Linked DNA regions of Rattus norvegicus: region 2 is linked to region 1. Evidence: chromatin contacts called from public Hi-C data. All regions are on one chromosome and are shown on one strand. The core of a region is the stretch at or near the end of the contact, and the rest is flanking DNA. Distances in the headings are between cores, read along the strand shown.

Region 1 (3,899 bases), core at 67-2,566:
TTTATTGAGAACCACAAGCCACATGTCCAGATCCAGCTATGGTCCAAGGTGGGGAGGTTCACAGTGTGGGAATTCCTGTCTGGATTTGCTCAATCCTCTCCCAGCTAGCTTGGCCTCAATGGAAAGGACATGGGTTACAAGACTTGCAGAGCCAACCAAGGCTGACTCCCAGGGAACCACTAGTTCTGACGCAGAGGCCGTAAATAACACCCCACAGGAATTCCTGCCAGATCCAAGAATTTGATTGAATTCATTTTTTTCAATTTTAATACCAATTGGGAATTAAATGTGCAAGGATGAATTAAGAGAATAAAGCAGGTGGTCAAGCAAGGGACACCACAGGTCCTCTGACCCAAAGGCTTCCTCACAATGAAGATCATTTGAAACGGATTCCTTTGCGTCAAACGTCTGTGAGAACACCTACACTGGGTTCGGTGTCAGCCACTTCTCATCAGGACTTGATGGAATCCACGATGATCTTATGACTAATCGATCTCCACTATGAAAAAGGAAGAGCCCGCATAGAATGTAAATGTGTTTCTCAGCACCAAGTTCTGTGGCTCACAGCCTCCTGCAACTCCAGATCCGGAAGATCTCGTACTCCCTTCTGCAGATGCCTGCACTCCCCTGTGTCATACCTCACGTGCACATATGGTGCAGGCCTTTAATGAAAGAATCCAGGGAGCAGAGGCAGGCGGAGCTCTATGAATTAAAGATCAGTCTGATCTGCATAGTGAGCCCCGGGTTAGCCAGGGTTCCATAATATGACCCTGTCTCAGAAAGGAAAGGAAGAAACTGAATTGGTGTGTGCGGGAAGAAAGGCCTTGCAGTCTTGTTTGGTAAAGATAACTTCGTTGGGGAGAATTTGGCCAGGCAAAAACATCATTAGGTAGATGGGGACTCCGAGAGAGCTGTGGCCTGGCCCAGATTCTCTCTGACTCCATTAGTCCCAGTCATCGGTTCACCTCTCTCACATCTACCTCAGAGCAGTTTAAGAGACCAGCCTCAAAGAGAAGTTCTGAGGATAAAACTTACCTAGTGACTCTACACATAGGGCTATAAATTCTATATAAGTCCTATAAGTAAAGAATAATGTACACATCTCTTACTCTACATTAAGGCAAGATAGACAGATGGGAGTAGCAGAGGGTAGCGGAGGGAAGGAGACGGAAAAGCCAAACAGCACCAAAGCTCACCCTTTACTTCAGTCCCCACGCAGAGGAATTCAGGATTTTAAAAAGCAGTGCCCCAAACCAGTAACGCCAAGCGGGAAGGTGATTCACGGGAAGGTGATTCACGCCTGATGTTATGCACTTAGGAGGCTGAGGCAGCAGGACACTGTGGACCTCTGCTGGAGGGGGAGGAGGAGGCTAGCTATTTTAGAAGCCTCCAAGCCAGCTTGGTTTTTGTTTTCCACAGATGTCATTATAGTAAAAGATGTTCTCTATGTTTTAGTAAAGCTTAATATCATTTAAGAAATGTGTTTCTATCCATGAAAAGCCTCCAGAGACAAATACTATCTTTCTTCGGTTCCTTCATTTTCTGATTTAGTGGTCAAATTAAAGTAACTATGAAATCCAAGCACATATTTAGTTAAAATATTGCCCTATCTTAAATCCCGAGCCTGGCTTCCAAGGCAACCCTAGCCAGCGCTCTACAGAAAATGAATCCTAGAATAGGCCCTGGCAGCAGCAGGACTTTTAGACCCTAGAGTGCTCTGCATATATATGGGTGTCCAGCAGTGAGCTGTAGCCCTCTGACTGTATACCTGCACAGAGGTCATTGGGACATATCCTCTCCAGCTAAACTCAGGGAATTCCAGGGGATCAAATCCAAACCGTAGGTCTCTTCCGTTAGGTCCAGTGCCACCTTCAACCTCATACTTCATGTGGTGCAAGTCCGGGAAGTAGCAGTTACTTTCAGGCCTTTGTTAATCACAAGTAAAGGGACATGAGGAGTTAGGTCTGTGGTTAAGCTGAATATCTTCCCTAATAGATGCTGCCCAAAGAACACGGCCAACTCACTAAGCCCATTAACTCAGAACAGAGGAAGGCTGTCCCCGCCCCTGCTCTAAATGATTGCTTTTATTCAGGGAAATGCTGGCACAGAGCACACCCGACACCCACCCATCCCAAGCACTAAATTGAGGAAGTCACTTAGCACAAGTCATGAGGTCCCCGACATACCCCTACTGTGTTCTAATGGATGCCAACAATTAATAAAATTTAATAGCTGCTCTCTCCCTCCATCTTCCCACACTCACATACTTTACAAACATCAATAATTATGGGCAAGCACTGTTATAAGCATCACGATATAATACTGTATATAGTAAACATATATATATATATATAACTTTATCATATTCTTATGTGTTTATTTGTGTGCATGCATGTGTGCACACGTGTACATGGATGTGCACTTGTGGCGGGCAGAGGACAACGTGCTAGGGTTGGTTCTCTCCTCCCACTGAGTGGATCCTGGTCCTGAGGACCCACTCGGGTGTTCAGGCTTGGCAACAAGTGCCTTTACTGTCTGAATCATTTATAGGTTAATGGATGAGTTCCTTTGGCAAGTCCAATTGTAGCAGTCATAAAGAAAGCTTTAAAACACCCAATGCTAAGTGGCTTCCACACTCAAACTACTCAAGAGTTCTTCAAGCCAATAAATATGCAAATCTGTAAAAAGGAATAACACTTAATGGATTTAGAGACATAAAGATCCACCTGTCAACAGAAATAGATGCCACGCCCCTGCCCTGTGAGCACAGAGAAGGCTGCCACGCCCCTGCACTGTGAGGGCAGCCCCGCCCCTGCACTGAGGACAGCCACGCCCCCACACCATGAGCACAATGAGGACAGCCACGCCCCTGCACTGTGAGCACAGAGAAGGCTGCCACGCCCCCACACCGTGAGCACAGCGAGGGCAGCCATGCCCCTGCACTGAGGGCAGCCACGCCCCTGCATTGTGAGAGCAGCGAGGGCAGCCACGCCCCCGCACTGTGAGCAGAGTGAGGGCAGCCACGCCCCTGCATACTGTGAGCGCAGTGAGGGCAGCCACGCCCCTGCACTGTGGGGCAGCCACGCCCCTGCACTGTGAGCAGAGTGAGAGCTGCTTGCACCCAGCATTTGCAAAGATCCGTAGGCGTGTTTTTCTCCAGCGCCTCAGAATTCATCCAGGATCCATTCTAAAGAATTACTGTAAACATGTTTAAAACACTATGTGGAAGCAACATGATTGAGCCAAAACTATACAGCAAATAAGTTATAAAATACTTTGCAGGCATTATTTTGAGGATGTCTTAATGCTATGAAAATGCTAATGATATGTACTGTTAAATAAATTGATTTTAAAATTTACATAAAAAGGCTAAGTTTTAATTGTAAATAAAGTCAAACCAATAATATTTTACAAGGTTATCTTGGAGAGGGGCAGTGCAGATTTTTCTTTGCCTTTTTTTTTTTTTCTTTACTTCTTTTCAGAGCTGGGGACTGAACCCAGGGCCTTGCGCTTGCTAGGCAAGCACCCTACCACTGAGCTAAATCCCCAACCCCTTTCTTTGCCTTTTTATTTGAATGAGTTTACTGAAATTTCTAAAATGAATATGCATTTATGATCATGAAAATTAGAGAACAGTGAATGCCTTCGAAACTTAGAAGAAAATCTAAACAATCTCAGATACTGCCTGAGCTGATGTTTGACAAGATTGGGTCCTAGGGACTCAGGTCTGCCCATCTGGACAGAGAGGCTAGGGTTCCACTGGCTGGTTTATCACGCTGTACTGTGGTTTTCACTCACTATCACACCAAAGGCTGCACTGGCAGTATTTCCAGGTATTCTCCTGTGTGCTAAAGTGTGAAACAACGCTGTTTTCATCTGTATGTGGGTAGCTCACTTCT
Region 2 (4,280 bases), core at 1,124-3,623, 250 kb before region 1:
AGCACATTCAGCGTGCTACCCCGTGACCACGAGCTGTACACCATTCTCAGACAGTGAACAGGGCATGCTACCGGAAGAGCTTAGACCAACACAGTAGGGCAGCGAGCTCAGTACACCTGCCCTAAGGTACTGAGCTCAGTACACCAGCTCTAAGGTAGTGAGCTCAGTACACCTGCCCTAAGGTACTGAGCTCAGTACACCAGCTCTAAGGTACTGAGCTCAGTACACCTGCCCTAAGGTACTGAGCTCAATATACCAGCTCTAAGGTACTGAGCTCAGTACACTAGCTCTAAGGCATTTCTCTGTTGGATTATACACCGTCTCCTCACTGAACCATAACAGGCATCACCATAGTATTACTTGTTGGATAATTCCCAATCTTTTCTCTCGTGCTTTCCTTTAGATGTGTGCACAGGAGGCGAGTGACAGGGGAGCTAGGGCCTGACTGGCAGGTGTCATCTGCTGCTGCTTTTCTTCCCTGTCCTCTGCAGCTGTGCTCACAGCTCACTTGGTTCCCACCAATCCATCATTTTTAGTCCTTTGCCCTCATCTCTCATCTGTGACACATCAGGCCAAAATACAGTGTTTTGTTTAGAAAGTATTCCAAGCCCAAAGTTGTATTTACTCTTCTCAGCAAATGGAGAGATGGTTCCATAAAGGATTCTGAAATCTCTAAAGTGCCCAGGTCAGAGCTGAGTGTAGGCAGCCAGCAGAGCTGCTCTCAGTAACAACCTAGGCGAAGGAGAGGATCCCAGGCAGACACACTCTCCCGGTGTCCATGTCCCCATAAGACAGAGCATCTGACTGACCAGAGAAGGCCTTTCACTTGCCAACGACCTGGTTCCACCTGGATGTGACTGCTGGCTCTGCAAAGGAGGCCCTGTGCCTTAGTTTGCCTTCTCTTCTGGGACACAATGGCTCAAAACAACTTGGTTAGAATCATGTAAGGACTGTGTTTCCTTTTATGCTTATCCCTAAGCGTGTGACTTTGGGATGGTGTAACTGGGTCCTTGTGGAAGAACAGATGTGCTAAGTTCTGTCTGGGCCCCATTCCTAAGTACCAAGTCCCTCCTGTTTTCACACATGGGTGAGCTTTAGAAACCTCAAAGCTACATGTCCAACTGTGTGAAGGAGGCTGGCGATGGAGCCTGTTCCTCAGGGTCTGTGCACCGGTGCTGTGTATTTTTAGGTGTGGTTTACACAAAAGGTCTCTCAAGTTGGGGAGGAAAGTGTTCACTTGACTTATAGGTCCCGATCACAGCCCATCACTGAGGATAGCCAGGGCAGGGCCCTGTAGACAGGAACTAGAGCAGAGGCCAGGGAGGAATACTCTTACTGGCTTGCCCACAATGGGCTGGGCCTTCCTACACCAACCATTAGCCAAAAAAAATGCCCCCGCAGACTTGCCTACAAGCTGATCTCTATTGATCCTTCTTCCCAGACCACCGTAGTGGCTTCGGTCAAGTTGACCGAAAAAAAAGTCTAATTAAAACACAGTCCCTTTATTGGACATGAGTGGCTCAGACGGTTTCAAAACACACCTAAGGTCCGGAAACAGACGGCTAAAAGAAGCAGGCTCCAGCTTCCTCCTAGGCAGTACTTTTCAAGAGCCTTGAGCCTTGAATTTTAATATGCACCAGAGTATCCCACACTACACTGTCTGCTGTCTCCAAACCAAGGACGGTAGCAAGGAAAAGTGAGCACAGGAGAGATGAGCCTTGGTGTGAGAGTCAGGGTGACCAGATCCTCAGTATACAGCGCGGTGTCTGCCTTCCCACAAGGAGAGAAGATGCCCGCTTGTAGCTTGTAGGGGTTGGCCTGATGCTGCCTGCATTCTAATGCTCTAATGCTAATACTGGGCCCTGGAGACTGGCAGCACATAGCTAAGTGACCCTGCCCCAAGTTATTTCTGATTGGGAAATAAAGATGCCAATAGCCAATAGCGGGGTAGAAGAGACATAGATGGGGTTTAGGTTTCATGGGCTTGGGGTGGGCGGAGGATCATGAGGGGAAGAATGCGCAGGAGGAGGAAGGAGAAGCTGCCATGGGTAGGTGAGTCATAGACATGGCCCTGAGGGCTGGCCGGTTGGAGTTATGAGCAGCCCAGATGAAACACACTAAGTAGTAAGTAATAACGTAGAGTACCACTAGGAGAGTGGACTCTAACAGCATGGAGGGCGGGCAGCTTGCAGCTCTCGTGCTGATCCCGGCTTACTGTAAATGTAACACCAGGGCCAGTACAAGTCTCACAGTTACCGATTTCATACAGACAGACATGGATTCTCATAGTTACCGATTTCATACAGACACACATGCTGGATCTCTCTCTGGTCTACAGCCAGTTCCAGAGCAGTGTGGAAGGAAGTCAAGGCACTGTTGATTTGACACTGAGGAGAAAAAGAAAAGCAGGATGACTGGTTATGACCCAGCCTTGCATCACCATCATCAACCATGACTAGCTTTTTCCTGAGCCCCGATTTTCAATAGACCAAGCAAGCAGTACAGGAGAGCTGCTTTAAGGGTTGCTAACAAAACGTGCCACTTTGCTTTATGAAGTTAACCTCAGCACATTAACTCCTTAAAAAAAAACTGTTTCTACTTATTTTGTGTGTGTGCACATACAGGACACACCAGCCACCCGCTGAGGTCAGAGGACAGTGTGTGGGAGTGGCTTCACACCTTCCACGATGTCCCCAGGGATGGAACTCACTGCAGGCTGGGGTGCACGTGCCTTAGCCCTCCAGCAGCCCATCAGTCCCTTTTTCTTTCCGGTTTTTATTTTGTGATACAGGGTCCCTGTGGTGGTTTGAATAAAAGTGGTCCCCAGAGACTCTCGGGGCGTGGCATTATTGGAGGTGTGGCCTCGTTGGAGGAAGCGTGACACCAGGGGGTGGACTTTGAGGTTTCAGAAGCTCAAGCTAGGCCCAGTGGTTCTCTCTTTCTGCTGCCTGTGGGTCCCCATGTAAACGCTCAGCTCCTCCAGCACCACGGCTGCCTGTGAGCTGCCATGCTTCCTGCCCCAACGACAATGGGCTCTGACCTATAAGCCAGCCCCAATTAAATGTTTTCTTTTATAAGAGTTGGCATGGTCCTCACGGAAATAGAAAACCTAACAAGGCAGTCCCACTGTGGTCCACACTGGCTTCAACCCCATGATCCTGACTCCAGCTGCCCTTTCCAGTAGCTGAGACTGCAGGTGTGCACCTCAAGGCCTGGCTTAGGCAGTGACTTTTCCAGTGAGGCCCAGCTCACCACATTTTACCCACATTAGTCTCTCTACATTCATGTATGTAGACTTCATTGTATTATAACTGGCTGCCAATCTAGTTCATTGTAACCAGGCACATTCCATAGGCCCAAAGGCCATATCCTGTCTTCTGGTGAATATTCAGTTGTAGTCCAGAAGGAATAACCATCGAAGCCACTGTCATTACGCCTTGCCCTATCTGGTCCCTCCATCCCACTGGAACGATGGATGATTAGATTCTAAACTGAACAGTGGGGTACACTTGCTTCTGGTCACTGGTGTCATCTGTCACACTCAGATCTCTCTGAGGCTCCAGATTTCACTTGCAGTGTATGCATCTGCCCACTGCTGTGCAGAACCCACCAGCCGCCAGACGTCAGTTTCACATATCTCTGGTTCTAGAGCTCTCCCTGTTTGGTTCTGGACCCCAGGACAAGGGACTGAGGTGAATATTTTACAGAGAGGCAGACCTGGCCACCAGTTCTTCCAGCATCTCTCAGTCCCTACCTGGCATACCCTGTCCCCAACCTTCAACTTGCCCACCCAGGAACAGCTTCCCAGTAAACCTGCCTTGGTATAATCTAATCTGGCTTGAGTTGGCTCATTTCACCAGTGGAGAGATAACCTGTCACTTCCCTCCCCAAACCCACTGTTCCACTTTCTGTGGTCCCAGTGGCCAGTGGTCAACTGCTGTCTAAACACAGAATACAGAATGGGCAGACACCTTGAGAGGTGCAAGGCTACACTGCTGTGGGTCTGGTCTGATGCTGCAAGCATGATATCAATGTGGTCCCCATGTGAGACAGTGAGGGACCCTATCCCTGCTTGGTTCTGATTGGTGAATAAAGTTGCCAGTGGCCAAGGCTGGGCCGGGAGACAGAGGCGGGACTTTAGGATTCCTGGGCAAGGAGCTGAGGAGGGAGCAGGAAGAGGAGAGCTGCCATGCCGGGGGGTGGGGGGTGGAGGGTGGGGGAGTGGGGGGTGGGGGGGTGGGGGGTGGGGGTGGAAAGGAGTAGAGGCTAGAGCCTGAGCT

Evidence for each region. Hi-C and Micro-C count contacts between places; a contact is called where the count stands out from the background.
Region 2: a Hi-C map of the A7r5 cell line shows a contact between it and region 1, with 5 times the contacts expected there. The contact joins two enhancer-like sites. A contact is called at or near these places in 9 of 12 Hi-C or Micro-C datasets (the A7r5 cell line, the Rat2 cell line, Schwann cells and 4 more).

The regions. Positions count from the first base shown.
Region 1 is chr18:3,898,493-3,902,391 of GRCr8, reverse strand. It overlaps Lama3 (laminin subunit alpha 3), which reads right to left. Exons shown (of 75, transcript NM_001393748.1): 19 at 1,769-1,925. Among named protein-coding and RNA genes, the nearest start is that of Lama3, 100 kb to the right of the region's middle. Within about 2 kb of position 1,316, at least 2 of the 93 cell types and tissues checked have an H3K27ac peak or open chromatin away from gene starts, as enhancers often do. A contact at or near this core is called in the A7r5 cell line, where this site is marked.
Region 2 is chr18:4,145,199-4,149,478 of GRCr8, reverse strand. Ttc39c (tetratricopeptide repeat domain 39C) reads right to left here. Exons shown (of 14, transcript NM_001415714.1): 7 at 2,294-2,387. Among named protein-coding and RNA genes, the nearest start is that of Cabyr, 20 kb to the left of the region's middle. Within about 2 kb of position 2,373, at least 3 of the 93 cell types and tissues checked have an H3K27ac peak or open chromatin away from gene starts, as enhancers often do. A contact at or near this core is called in the A7r5 cell line, where this site is marked.